Regions from separate parts of the Mus musculus genome. Here regions 2 and 3 are each linked to region 1. Evidence: chromatin contacts called from public HiChIP or PLAC-seq and capture Hi-C data. All regions are on one chromosome and are shown on one strand. The core of a region is the stretch at or near the end of the contact, and the rest is flanking DNA. Distances in the headings are between cores, read along the strand shown.

Region 1 (2,683 bases), core at 54-2,553:
TCTGGGTTCCACCAGCAGGCATAAAAGGTGTGAGAAAAGAATCACTTCTCAGTATGTACACCATTATCTCTGGTCAACCACCTCAATGTTCAAACGTCTCTGAATCGCACGGAAACATCTCATTTTTATACATACTATTTCCTTTTTGTAATATGTGTCTTCCACATAAGTGCCTCGAGGACTTTTCCTGGTATTCAATCTCCTGTCTATAGTATCCAAACTAGCCCTAACAGTCTCCTCTCAAACCAGCCCTCTATCTCCCTCACCGTTATTTCCCCATTCCCATCAAAGTACCCTGACCATCCTTTTACAATAACATTATATTACAATGCTGGTGGCCTTCTGTCCTGGGAACTCTCATCTGGGAAGAGTAGCCCCAAGGAGGATACTGGGAGCCTAAGTAAAACTCGAATGAATTGGGAACATATGGGCTTGCTGACGTTTGGAACCTAATCTAACCTCATCAGAGCCTGTCTGTGATCTGCCTTCAATCCAGGAGAAACATGCTTTTGGGGTTGTCCACCTTTTGCCAGAAAATCGTTTTCAGAGCAACACCTGGCCTGGGAGTATACACTTTTGGGGGGAAGCCAAGTTGCAGGGTGGGCACAGAGGCTCTTCAGCAGATCACTTAATTCTAGGCCTAGAACTCGCTAAACCGACACTGCACCAGGCCTCTGAACCCTGGCGAGGAGGGATACGGGGCCAGTTCTCAAAGCACTGAAATTTGGAGGCAAGGAAACCAGATGGATTGAGTGGATTCCGAGGAGAGCGCCATACCTTCAGCCAAAACACTTAAGAACAAGGCAGAATGGTCTGGCATAGGATGGGGAGGGGTAACACCCAGGGGTCTGCGCCATTCTCTGGATATACCCAGGGATCATCCATGACTCCAATTCCTGTCCTCCGCAATCAAACCGGAGGATCCCGAGTCTGGCTAATGGAGCCTATGGCACCCGAAAACGGTTCAGATCCACGCCATACGTCCACCACTTCGCTAAGAGCCTACACACCCCATCCCGGCTCACCTCCGGCGGGCCGGTCCAGTTTGAGTATGTCCCGCAGATGCTGCGTGGCGTCCTCAATGTCGATGCTCGCGCAGGAGGCCATGGGCCCAGCCACGAGAGTCCTGCTCGCCCGACGTTAGTTCCTCTACCTCCGCAGTGTCCAATTTCGCCCAGCCACGACCCCGCTAGAGAGGAGACAGAGCACTACACAAAACCTAGCCGCAGTTCGCAAACCGCCGCCCGGACTGCGTCCGTGAGCCCTGCCAACCCCACCAACCGCCTCCACTTCCGGTCCCACTGACCTTCGCTCCCGGAACCTACAACTACCGCAGAAGAAAGGTTCCGAGCTCAAGGAGCCCCAGTTCCTATCAGAGGCAGCCTCCGTAGGCTGCTTGCTCCTGGCTAGCCCAGTAGTGGCTAAACTTCACAAGACTGAGAAAGAGTAAATGTACTCAGCATTGGACTGCCTAAAACCCTACCATCTCTGGAGATCTAACCCAGGTCCTAGGCCATTCTGATGAACTGGATAATGGTACAACAAAGCCAACTTTACCACTCAGGTAGTAACTTTTCAGACCTTAAATAAGGTGAACTGGTAAGGGTCTGTTCCCCCGCTTAGGAGTAAGCAAGACCAAGACATCTTCGAGGTCATTAGCCCCAGGAGATGCAAGGGCAAGGGAGATAGTTTCTACCCCCAAAACTGTCATTGTTACCAACTGTCCCCAGTAACCCCTTGTCCCACACGGTAACTTCACGTTAGGAATAAAGAGACCATAGTTTACAAACACCTCTTTATTGCAGACATTTCAGGCACAGGTACATGGAAGAAGCTGTATTGCAGATTTTATACAGGGTGGATTAAGAGGCAGCTGGCATCTACCTCTCTCCCACCCCTACTTCCCCCAATACACAGCAGCTAGAGATCAATCCCACTGGAACCTTCTGTGTAGCGTCCAGGACTATGCTGGTCTAACCAGGCAACCTGTGGAGTATGTGGAAATCTTTACTCTCCCCTCACAATGCAGGAGAGCAGGGAGAAGGGCATGTTCAGGTGTGCCTAGCCAATCCTAAACCCCAAATCCTGGGCTTGGTTCTAGCTTGCAGTTGCTATTTTAGTAGCTTTATACTATCCAGAGGTCTCAAGGATGAAAAGCTATATCGGTACTGAGCAAGACCTGTGCCCAGACTAAGAAACAGGGCAGAAACTGCCATACTAGTTAAGATTTCCTGGGATTTGAAGAGTGTATGGGGTATGTGGAAAGTAGGAAGATGGTGTGTAAATGCCCTGCACAGGTCTTGAGGGGAGAGTTAGAGCACTCCTTCACACTGCTTCCTTCCAGTGTGGAATTTATACTCCACCTAATGGCGCCTGGCTCTGATATCCCAAGCAGGCAGCACAGCATCTCTCGCTTTGCTTGGGGAATGTGGGCATCTGCATGTCACTTATTTTGGGTATAGAGCAGGCCCCTACATTTAGGACTTCAACCCAGAGGGTATAAATATGGGAAGCCATATTTGCTAAGGCCTTTCTAGCTGCTACAGAATATCTACCCTGCTACTAGACCCAAATCTACAGAGCAGAGGCCACAGGTGGTATCAGACAGAGCTGACTGAAGAGCCTTCAGTCCAAGAGAAGCTTCAGGCCAGGCCTGCGTTCCAAAACCCTGGGGCTGGAGAGA
Region 2 (2,683 bases), core at 79-2,578, 300 kb after region 1:
TATAGCCCTGGCTGTCCTGAAACTCACTTTGTAGACCAGGCTGGCCTGGAACTCAGAAATCCGCCTGCCTCTGCCTCTGCCTCTGCCTCCCCCTCCCGAGTGCTGGGATTAAAGGCATGCACCACCACACCCAGCTCATTGATCACTCTTGTATCCTTGCTTCCTACCAGTGAAACTCAACTAAGTACACAGCCTTTGACAGATCCATGGCCTGTCCCCTACAGGTCAGGGTATAGAGTTTCTGACACAGTCATGTGATTGTGAGGAGGACGTGATATAGAAAGAAATCCTTTAACAGTAGATCCCAGGCACGGAAGCCCTCAGGCTTTAGGCCAGAGCATACGTGTTACTGTGAGGAAGGGGAGGAAAGGGGCAGACTGCTAAACAGGAAGCAGAGGCCCAAGGAATCGTGTTTAGAAAGGATCAGGTAAGGTCATAAAACCAGCGCTGAGTTATTTCCAAAAATGTCACAAACCTTGCATTCACTCAGCTAGCAGAGTGCAGATACTGGAGCTTCTGAGAGACAAAGGCCTATCCCTGTTGTTCAACAAGGTGTCATTGTGTACCAGCTATGATCAGAGTTCCCTTAGATCGTGCCTTAGTGTTGGGGCTTGTGATGGCTATTCTTGATTGTCAAGTTGACTACATCTGGAATTAACTAAACCCCCCAAAGAGATGGCACACCTGTGAGGGCTTTCTGCTTAATTTGAAGTGAGAAGATCTACTTCTAATCCAGCTCTTTGAGGTAGGAAGACACACCTTTGATCCAGATCTAATCTGGGCCATACCTGTTGCTGGAAGCCATATAAGGACATGGAAGAAGGAAGCCTTTGCTCTTTGCCTGCTTGTTCTCCTTTGGCTAGCAAATCCATTCCTTCACTGGCATTACAGCCTACATCTTCAGGATTCCAGTGTTTACTGAAGACCAGCAGAGACATCCAGTCTCATGGACTGAGCAACTATCAGCTTCTCAGACTTTCCATTCATAGTCACCATTGTTGGATTATTTGTACCACTGCCTATAAGCCATTATAATAAATCATACACACACACACACACACACACACACACACACACGAGAGAGAGAGAGAGAGAGAGAGAGAGAGAGATTCTATAAATTCTTTTGCTATAGAGAACCCTGACTAATATAGTGTTCTTCCCTTAACACGAAAGACCTCAGGCAAGGGAGGGGATTTGAGCAGGCCTAGGCAGCAGGAGGAATCTGGTCCAGTTCCCTTAACACCTGCTTTTGTGCTGAGTCATGTAAACTTTTCTATCTACTGAGACTATCGTCACCTTGGCTGCCAGGCTCAGAGAAGGTCAACACAGCTTTGTTCCTTCTTGTCTATAGTTATTCCCCTGTCCTAGACCTTCCAGAACTGATGGGAAACTCTGACCAAATCCACCCCCTCCCCAAGAATGGACTGAGCATAAAGATGGCATGAGAGATGCCATCTTCCACCTTTGCAGCATTCCAGGCTATATAACAAAATCTGTGAGCTGGGACTGCAGACAACACAATGGTGAGTTTGGGGTCGGGGCAGGGGGCTATGATGGAGTTTTAACTGTATTTGGGATCTCCATGGTGGGCCATAACTTGTCCCAACTTATACCTTTTCTAGATTGACCCAGACACATGGTAGGCTTTGTTGTAAGGGGAGGAAGGCATTTTGTGTGCTACGTCTTCAATCCTGAAGACTTAGGCTGTAATGCTCCTCACTCTGTGAGAGTGTGTCCTGATTTCTAAGGTTATAGCCCTGTCCAACTCTGAGGGCAAGGTCTGCTCTACTGGGTTGTAGGGGAGCTTGGCAAAGACTTGAATTCTATTCTTTTTTTCCCCTCTTCTCTCGCCTGCCCTGCTCACCCCGGCTCTGCTTGCTTCTGCCCACAGATTTATTTATTTATTATATCTGAGTACACTGTACACTGTAGCTGTCTTCAGACACCCCAGAAGAGGGTATTAGATCTCATTACAGATGGTTTTGAGCCACCATGTGGCTGCTGGGATGTGAACTCAGGACCTTCAGAAGAGCAGTCTTAACGCTGAACCATCTCTCCAACCGGAATTCTATTTCTTTTTCTCTCTTCTTCTTTTTTTTTTTTTGTTTGTTTTTGTTTTTTCTAGACAGGGTTTCTCTGTGTAGCCCTGGCTGTCCTGGAACTCACTTTGTAGACTAGGCTGGCCTCGAACTCAGAAATCTGCTTGCCTCTGCCTCCCAAGTGCTGGGATTAAAGGCGTGAACTACCACCACCTGGCTAGAATTCTATTCTTTAAAGGGCTATTAGTAGCAAGAGTTGCATATGTTGTCATTGTGTGACACTAAAGGAGTTTGGAGAGTTAAGTCCTAGCATCCCGGCTGCAGGTGGAGGCTCTACACAGAAGACAAGGGGAGTTGGTGACACAGGGGGTATGGGAAGTTGTGGAAAAGGGAAGCAAAAAAGATCTATAAAATTTTCCGCCCATGGAATTCCAGAAAGCAGCCATCCCCTATCACACCCTGGAGCACAGTAGTTTCAGAAACAGACGTTCTGACTTTATCTCACATTCCAAAGCTTTTTTTTTTTTTAATTTTTCACAAAAAGCAGTACATGGATCTAGCTTCACCAGACCCTCCACCTTCCTACGTCACAGCTACGAAAACGGATTCTCAGACCTTGTGTGATGGGAGGTTCTCCTGCACCC
Region 3 (2,683 bases), core at 79-2,578, 280 kb after region 1:
CCTCGCCTGGTTTTCCACCTAGGCAGATCCTAGTCCAAACGCCTTGTGCGCTCCCCTCCCTCCCACCCAAACCCAGGCCCAGGGACTGCTCATCTCGCTCTGCTGCCCACAGGGCCCAGGACTGTGTGGGAGGTAGACGAGGGAGCCTTGGCAGTCCTTGTCCGGCTGTAGTGCTCCCAACCCCCACTGTCAATACTAGAGAGGTGGATAGTGAATTCTTGCTTCTTCCCAACCCAGCTGTGTGACCTTGAAAATGCTGCTAACCTCTCTGGCCCAGTATTTACATCTGCCAGATGGTCATACACCTTCTCAGAAGGCTGCATGTCAGTCGAATGTGCAGGTCCAAGACGCACGCAGCCACATAGACGGTGGCCAGGACACCGTTATTATTGTATTAGATTTTACACACGAGACCAGCCTGCACGCACATCAGAAATGATTTGGAAGGGCCGGTAAGAGAGGTCACACTCAGACTTAACTTAAGATAGGAGGACAGAGGGTCCTAAAAGCTGACATAGCCGGGGCTCTAGCCCTGGTTGAACAACCCCTTCCCCAAACCAGTTCTACAGGATGCTTAGTTCTGACTGTTTGCTGAGTCCCCATAGCAGCTTCCATTTCCAGGGACAGGGTCTGTCGACCGCCGCCAAAACGACCTTCTCCAGCTTCAGCTTCGGTTTGGGTGGAGAGTGTGGCCTCGGGCAAATTCAGTCTTCAGTCACCTCGGGCCTGGCCCCAAAGCAGCTTAGGTCGACCAGGGCCAGGAACACTAGCTAGCTCATCTAGGGGGTCTCCTGCACCCTGTCGCCCCGTTCCCATTCCCAGATCAGCCTCTGCCGCACCGCAGGCTCCAGGATAAAGCCAATCCCAGGCCCAGAAAGGCGTCTCAGGCTCGCCCTCGGGCCTGCCCACAGTGGAGCCCCGGGGCACTGCCGTGGCGGCCTGGGCGCGGAAGGGAAGGGAGGAGGCGGCGGGCGCGGCAGAGCCGGAGGCGGCGGCTTTTGTGGGGCGAAGCTGCGTTCTCCGTGCCCGGGGTGGGGGTGGGGGTGGGGAGAAAAGACACGGCGCGATCCGGGTCGCGAGAACGGGGTGAGGCGGGACCCGGTCGCAAGTCCGGGAGCCGATGGGCGGCGCGGGTGCAGGACGCACGGGATCCACAGCTCGCCCCTTCTCCCCGCCACGGCCTTAGGAAACGGCGCGGACACTCACATGGCTGCGCTGGGCTGCAAGGACCTCGCGCTGTCGGTACTCTCGGCGTTGCCCGGCCTGCTCGCGCTGCAGCTGCCGCTGTCGCCGCGGCCGGCGCCTGCCCCTCCCTCCTCTCCGCCGCCCCGCCCCGCCCCTCTGGGCCCCACCTCCTGCGCTCCCCTCCGGCTCCCGCACCCCGAAGGGGCGCCCACAGCTCGCTCCGCCTTCGCGAGTTACCCGGCAGAGTGGTCTGCCTACCGTGTCAACCAGCTTGTGGAAAGGGAGAGCGAAGGGAGAGCGAAGGTGTCTGCGGGAACCGGACAGCTTCCTGGGAACTGCATGCAGACCTTAAATCTGGGGTAGGGGGCGCTAGGGAACCCCTCCTACTTGCCTCTTACCCAGATCTCTGCAGCTCTAAAGACCTCAGGCTCCCTTCCTGTCACCATAAACAGGTTCTTGGAGCTGACACGGAAAGTTGGGGTGGTTGGAGGAAGTGCTTAGGGTCTGGAGAGGCTTAGATAAGGGAACCAGAATCTGGCCTAACCGTCGCACACCTTCTGGGTTGAAGTTCTGCCCCTCATCCCTTCCCACTTTTTCAGCCAGCCTCAGTTTCCCGCTGTAGGATCAGAGAGCCTTTTCGACAACGTCTTCCTTATAAATAGGGCTCATAGCTAGGCCAGGCAAGCGTGTAACCACTCAGCGGGTACTGCTTTCTGGGGAGTTACAGATTTTGTTTCTGGGATATAAGTGACTAACCTGGTAAGGTCTGGGTATGCGTACTGGGAACATACATTGGCCATGGGGGTCAAAGGCAAAAATGAGTTATGGTGTAACAGAGAGCTGGCCTGACCAACAAGCTGACTCCAATCCCCTACCCCTCCCATTATTAACCAGATGCTATTAGCTCTCTCCAACCCCCTGTCCCTATCCTCCACCTCTTGGCGTTCCTGTTTCCTGCAACATCTCATCTTTTGAGGTAGGTCAGGCATACTCAGGGGTGGTCTGATGGATTTTAAGAGGTGCCTGAATTTCTGAGCCTGACACTGATCCTGAGCGTAGGTCTCAACAACCCGATATGGTAGGATTCTGGAATACCAACATCTTCATCCCCCTAGGCTCTTTCCAGAGACACCCTCAGCCTCTTTCTCAACCCTCCAGGCTTTTCCCCCAGAACACTTGCTTGTTCCAGAGCCCTGGATGCCCTTGTGAATGCCCCCATCCCTTTCCCAGGATTTTTTTTTCTTTTAAACACAGGGTCTAACACTATGTAGCCCTGGCTGTTCTGGAACTCTCTCTGTAGAGCAGGCTGGCCTCAAACACCCAGAGATCACCCAGAGATCTACCTGCCTCTGCCTCCCAAGTGCTGGGATTAAAGGCATGCGCCACCACTGCCGGGCTCTTTTTTTTTATTTTTTATTTAATTTATTTAGTTTTATTTTATGTGCATTGGTGTTTTGCCTGCATGTATATCTGTGTGAGGATGTCAGATCCCCTGGTA

What was found. HiChIP or PLAC-seq counts read pairs in DNA pulled down with a chosen protein or histone mark. Capture Hi-C pulls out chosen DNA fragments and counts their contacts.
Region 2: a capture Hi-C map of macrophages shows a contact between it and region 1, with 4 times the contacts expected there. The contact joins the promoter of Agrp here to the promoter of Edc4 in region 1. A contact is called at or near these places in 15 of 39 promoter capture datasets (the 3T3-L1 cell line, the C10 cell line, the HPC-7 cell line and 10 more), 1 of 15 datasets of contacts at CTCF or cohesin (large pre-B cells), 1 of 484 Hi-C or Micro-C datasets (nephron progenitors), 7 of 115 datasets of contacts at active chromatin or transcription factors (the 230-238 cell line, bone marrow-derived macrophages, craniofacial prominence and 3 more) and 5 of 9 other capture datasets (adipose tissue, embryonic stem cells, liver and 2 more).
Region 3: an H3K4me3 HiChIP or PLAC-seq map of the 230-238 cell line shows a contact between it and region 1, with 26 read pairs. The contact joins the promoter of Ripor1 here to the promoter of Edc4 in region 1. A contact is called at or near these places in 16 of 39 promoter capture datasets (the 3T3-L1 cell line, the C10 cell line, the HPC-7 cell line and 9 more), 1 of 15 datasets of contacts at CTCF or cohesin (large pre-B cells), 3 of 484 Hi-C or Micro-C datasets (the G1E-ER4 cell line, double positive thymocytes and liver), 22 of 115 datasets of contacts at active chromatin or transcription factors (the 230-238 cell line, the SCID.adh cell line, bone marrow-derived macrophages and 13 more) and 5 of 9 other capture datasets (adipose tissue, embryonic stem cells, liver and 2 more).

The regions. Positions count from the first base shown.
Region 1 is chr8:105,879,501-105,882,183 of GRCm38.p6, reverse strand. It overlaps Edc4 (enhancer of mRNA decapping 4), which reads right to left and starts at 1,303. Exons shown (of 29, transcript NM_001301100.1): 1 at 1,026-1,303. The coding sequence starts at 1,107. It overlaps Nutf2 (nuclear transport factor 2), which reads right to left. Exons shown (of 5, transcript NM_026532.4): 5 at 1,782-2,683.
Region 2 is chr8:105,578,490-105,581,172 of GRCm38.p6, reverse strand. Agrp (agouti related neuropeptide) reads left to right here and starts at 1,328. Exons shown (of 5, transcript NM_001271806.1): 1 at 1,328-1,523. The region is part of intron 3 of Gm38250 (predicted gene, 38250); the gene reads right to left.
Region 3 is chr8:105,603,874-105,606,556 of GRCm38.p6, reverse strand. Ripor1 (RHO family interacting cell polarization regulator 1) reads right to left here and starts at 1,328. Exons shown (of 22, transcript NM_001081241.2): 1 at 1,207-1,328.